Linked DNA regions of Mus musculus: region 1 is linked to region 2. A link is a contact called in public promoter capture Hi-C data. All regions are on one chromosome and are shown on one strand. The core of a region is the stretch at or near the end of the contact, and the rest is flanking DNA. Distances in the headings are between cores, read along the strand shown.

Region 1 (2,700 bases), core at 116-2,615, 1.0 Mb after region 2:
TAATGCATCAGTGTAACTAAGCCATGGTGTGGTGAAGTCACAGGCAAACTGTGAGTCAAACTTCCTTCACACAATATTTTGATTTTTTTCATTGTGAGTCTCATGTACATGTGCATACACTGAGTTCCTGTCTGACTTGTGAGCTAACAATTTAGGTGATAGAGAAGGCAATAAGCCATCTAGCAAAGGCATGTGGTATTGCACTCCGGTATGCAAGAAACTGTTAATGATTGATCTGCATTTTGGTGGGTGGTCTCCCTCCTTCAGCACTGAAGCACAAGACTGTTGGGAAAAGCTTCAGGCTTGAGGAGGCAGATCAGAACACGTGCACATGTGAGGGGCTCGGGCGCTGGCCGAGGTGCTGAACAGTTCCTGTTAATGAGCAGGAACCATGAAGAGGCTCTGAGCTCTCAAAGGGTCTTCTCAATTTTTCAGGTGTGGATTCCCAGATCTGAACAGCAGATGCGCAGGTCGTTCTCGGAAGACCCTTGTTAGTACCGAGATGCCCTGAAATTCATTCCCATCGAATGAAAATCCCCTTTCTCACTAGCAACCAGGAAGAAACGCTAGCCCTTATTAATTTGTCAAATGGCTCAGGCATCTCAGATGTTTGGCTTCCATCCCCAATGATCCTTACGCTGTCTAGCATTTTACAAAGAAACAACAGCAAACTAAAGCTCCGAAGGTTGGAGCTCTTGGCCGGGGGGGGGGGGGGGGATCGCAGCTTCTAAGTAGCTGATCTCTCCAAACCAAGCTTTTAAGAAGTTTACTGCTCACCCTCGACGTGCGCCAGCCTGGCAGCACAGGCTGCTTCTGCTCCTGCACTTGCCACACATTTCCCCCTGTGTGGGTCTCTGCAGCGTTCTTGTCCCTGCGCTAGTTTACTTCAGTTTGTAAAGGTGACTTTCATGCTCATCCAGCATACCCCTTAACCACACCAAGTCCTAGGGCTGGGATTTAGAACAGGGCTTTCGCACACTTGGAGAATGAACCAGCTCTGGTTTTGATCTGTGATCTCAGAGCAGATTCTGGGTTTAAAATCCGGGCGAACACCCACTGGGGTGTGTTCTAAGATTGCCAGAAGCTCTTCCCAGGTGCGCACTGTCTCCTCTGATTTGAATACAAATAGAAGCTTCCGTTTTCCCCTCTGCCTTTCTTTCTCCACCGAGGGGAACACTCGCTTTTTCTCCCGTCTCTCTGTGAAGGAAGAGCTTTGATCCCGCTGCTGAAGGCATCTTTCACTACGGTCTCCACCCTTCATTACTTTACCCAAATGACCTATCCTTCCCGGCCACCCTAGCGCCCAAGAGTGGAGAGAGGAGCCCTCACACACTCGCTTTGCAGCGCCTGCCTTCCGCAGAGCCCACGCACTCGGACGCTGTGGGGAGCACGACAGGCTGCTGGGGCGAGATCTCCAGTGCCAGGCACTGCTGGTGGCGCCGCCGATAGAGTGACAGGTAAGTGAGTGCGTGTACAGTCGAGGCTGTATTGGGAGACCGGGACTGTGTGGGGAAGATAGTGGGAAGGGGGAAGAAAAGAGAGATGTGGGAGGGAGGGGAGAGGAGGAACGGAAGGAAATAGGGAGAGACGTGCAGTGGGTCACTCTCTTCCTTTCATCGCTAATGTTCGCACCCCCATTCCACCTTCTCCTAGGCTTCTTCTCACTTCTCTCTTCCCCAAGCATCCTTCCTGCTGCTCGCGCCCATTCCTCCCCCCACGCCGCCCCCCGCCCGGCCCCCACTCTTCCGCGCCTAGGAGGACCTCCTCAGGGGACCAGATTTCCGCGCGGCTGCGACCCCAAGCCTGGCAACATGTGGAACGCGACGCCCAGCGAGGAGCCGGAGCCTAACGTCACGCTGGACCTGGACTGGGACGCTTCTCCCGGCAACGACTCACTCTCTGACGAACTGCTGCCACTGTTCCCCGCGCCGCTGCTGGCGGGCGTCACTGCCACCTGCGTGGCGCTCTTCGTGGTGGGCATCTCGGGCAACCTGCTCACCATGCTGGTGGTGTCCCGCTTCCGCGAGCTGCGCACCACCACCAACCTCTACCTATCCAGCATGGCCTTCTCCGATCTGCTCATCTTCCTGTGCATGCCGCTGGACCTCGTCCGCCTCTGGCAGTATCGGCCCTGGAACTTCGGCGACCTGCTCTGCAAACTCTTCCAGTTTGTCAGCGAGAGCTGCACCTACGCCACGGTCCTCACCATCACCGCGCTGAGCGTCGAGCGCTACTTCGCCATCTGCTTCCCGCTGCGGGCCAAGGTGGTGGTCACCAAGGGCCGTGTGAAGCTGGTCATCCTTGTCATTTGGGCCGTGGCCTTCTGCAGCGCGGGGCCCATCTTCGTGCTGGTGGGCGTGGAGCACGAGAACGGCACAGATCCCCGGGACACCAACGAGTGCCGCGCCACCGAGTTCGCTGTGCGCTCTGGGCTGCTCACCGTGATGGTATGGGTGTCGAGCGTCTTCTTCTTCCTGCCGGTCTTCTGCCTCACTGTGCTCTACAGTCTCATCGGGAGGAAGCTGTGGCGGAGGCGCGGCGACGCGGCGGTGGGCTCCTCGCTCAGGGACCAGAACCACAAACAGACAGTGAAGATGCTTGGTGAGTTCTGACACCCCGGTGGCTTTTCTTCCCCCACTGCTTGCTCTTTGCCAGAGCCCTCTATTTCTGTTTCTGGTCGTCTCCATCTCTCCCTAAGTC
Region 2 (2,700 bases), core at 71-2,570:
CTATTAAAACACACAGTGAAAGAGAGAGGGTTAACTATCTAAATTCACATTTCCCCAGCCCTATGTCTACCACTAAGGCCCTAGAAATGGAAGGAAAAAGAGAGAGAGAGAGAGAGAGAGAGAGAGAGAGAGAGAGAGAGAGAGAGAGAGAGAGAGAGAGAGAGAGAGAGAGAGAGAGAGAGAAAGAGAAAACAGTGGTACAGGCCAGAGCTCATTAGAATAATCACAAATGAATCAAATATGGGACATATTTCCCTCATTCCAATAACAGCCTAACTGCTTCCTCCGGAATAAATTATTCCTCGTTCAAAAACCTCATCCTAAATAATTTAAAATTTACTGCAGGTTGCTTTAATATTATGTCTACTCACAAGGCATTGTGCTGAGGCTGGCAGGAGTCAGTGGCGAACCGTTTAAACCTTGGGGTGGACTACCCTCTCTTCCCAGGAGAGTTTATTGCCCAACAATGCATAATCTATTAGTCGCTCCTCGCGGGGGATCCAGAAAGTGACATCTTGACTTGAACCAGCACGCAGATCGGAAAGCCACTTCAAAGGAAACCTTGTAGAGAAGAAGAGCAACTTTCTAATTCCTGTCAAACTAAGAGGCGGAACCAAGCCCAGAAGTAGCCTCAAGGCCTGGAGAGAGCAGAGCAGAGAGCCGACTCCACACTCCAGCCAAGGCTCAAGAAAGGCTTTGCTTCTGGAGGCGGCATTGTTCCTCCATCCGCTCAGCCTCCGCGTCTCCCCTCCGCGGACTCTCAGAATCACTGCCTTTCTCGGGTACCTCTCCGCCGACCTCCGGGATCTGGGTGCCTGGGTCCCAAGGCGCACCCAAGCAGGCTCACTGCAGAGGCTGGGGCGCCGCTCGGAAGACTAGGAGCCTCCGCACGAGTCCGCCCCGACCAGGGCAGCGCGCAGCGCACACTCAGTGTCTCACTCCTCTCGGCTTCCCTGGCTCCCACGGACTCGGTTGGCCTCTCACCACCCACTCGGGTTCGCCTTTCCTGCCTTGGCTTCCCACACCAGCTCCGCACCGCCGCCACAGCCGCGTCCCGACGCTCCGAACCCTAGCAGGCCGGGATGAAGGGATGCCAGGGTCAGGGATGCACCCGAAGGAGAAGAGAGGCTAAGGCGAGCCGGGGCAGGTGGGGAGTCGCGGGCTGCGGGAGAGGGCGTGTGCGAGCGAGCCCCCCGAGAAAGATGCATGTACTCGGCCACCCCGCTGGAAGAAGGACCGAGGGGGCAGGATGCAACGTGGAGAACGCCCACCGCGAGGGTGCGCAAAACCGGCGATTTGCAAAGTGCCAGGGCCAGACAGGCAGAGGGGGAGGAAGGAGGCTGGCTGAAGACCAGGAACAGAGAGAAGAGCCCACTTCTCCATCAAAAGGTCTGTTCGGTTAACGCATCCCCAGAGCAGGAGTTAATCGAGGACTGGATGCAGTGTAAAAGGTGGGTTTTAAAAAACTCGCTGGCCGCGTAGGTCTTCTTATGCTAGACTTAGCTCCCTCTCTCTCAACTCTGGGGATTTGCCCTCCCTGTGACACAACTGGAATTTACAGGAGCTGAAGCCCACTGTCCTCCTTGCTGTTTATCTGCATTTTGGAGATTCTATGAAACCTAGTATTGAAGAAACCACCCAGCTCATTAAAGTTCATTAATTTTTATTGTTTTTATTTTCATCAGAAGATAGTAGTGGAGACTTAACACCAAGATGTGTTTAAAACATTGATCTGATCGACATAGCATTTTGTTGTAGTTGTTGTTGTTGTTGTTTTTGTTACTGTTGTTGTATAAAGGACAAAATGTATTTTAAACCGCTAAAAGACAGAGGCAGGTACTGGGAAACTCAATCAAGTGGGGGAATACAAGACACATTTAAACTGTAATGGACTATCACATCTTTAACACAGTCACCCTCCCCAGCACCCGATCCCTCCTCCTGGGCCCCGGGGATTTTGGAAAAGGGTGGAGCAAGGTAGAGAACAGGGATGGGGTAGGGTTGGTGGAAAAGGTGAGGGCAGGTAGAAGCCAGCAGGAAGTTATCAGCAGTCCCTAGGACTGAGGTAAATGCCATGCCTAGTAGACTCAAGAGGCCCCCTTACCTTCTCTCTAAGCCCCCGTTGTACCTGCTCTGCAACCAGAAATACTTCTTGGTGCCTAGCGTTCAGCCTAAGGATGGCAGAACGTTAAACAGTTCTTCACTCTCCCTCCCCTTGTTCCAAACCAGGATCAAAAGAATGTGAATAATGGTCTCTGTGCTCATCAGCTCTGGAACATTTCGCTGTGTTGAGGAGAAGAAGATGAAAACCAAGCTTTGAGACGCACGTAAATGTATCATAAGCTACCCGACCGATATATAAACATATATAGGTTCTTTGCATGTAAATCCAAAAGAAGAGCACCCCAGAAGCCTCTGGAGGAGGGAGGGGGCTGGAGCAGCAAAACTTGGCAGAGCAAATGTATCCAAGGATTTCGTGCCAGAATTCCTGAGAAGCTTTGGAGGAAGAGGAAGAAAAAGAAAAATATGAAATTATCCCTAAACACACACTTGAAACTGGAGACGCCTAAAGGAGAGTAGAAACGGAGAAGATGAGGTTTTTCTGGGAACCACGGATCCGTCAGCCAAATGAGCAATCGCCACAGAAAATCCTAGGCGGAGCGGTAGCTCCAGATGGGTCCCCTGCTCGCGTCCCCGCCG

What was found. Promoter capture Hi-C pulls out the DNA fragments that hold promoters and counts their contacts.
Region 1: a promoter capture Hi-C map of embryonic stem cells shows a contact between it and region 2, with 4 times the contacts expected there. The contact joins the promoter of Ghsr here to the promoter of A830092H15Rik in region 2. A contact is called at or near these places in 2 of 39 promoter capture datasets (embryonic stem cells and stem cell-derived epiblast-like cells).

What each region holds. Positions count from the first base shown.
Region 1 is chr3:27,369,986-27,372,685 of GRCm38.p6, forward strand. Ghsr (growth hormone secretagogue receptor) reads left to right here and starts at 1,366. Exons shown (of 3, transcript NM_177330.4): 1 at 1,366-1,457; 2 at 1,654-2,601. The coding sequence starts at 1,812.
Region 2 is chr3:26,330,633-26,333,332 of GRCm38.p6, forward strand. A830092H15Rik (a long non-coding RNA gene) reads left to right here and starts at 1,321. Exons shown (of 2, transcript XR_389623.4): 1 at 1,321-1,451; 2 at 2,230-2,700. It also overlaps a transcript of Nlgn1 not described here.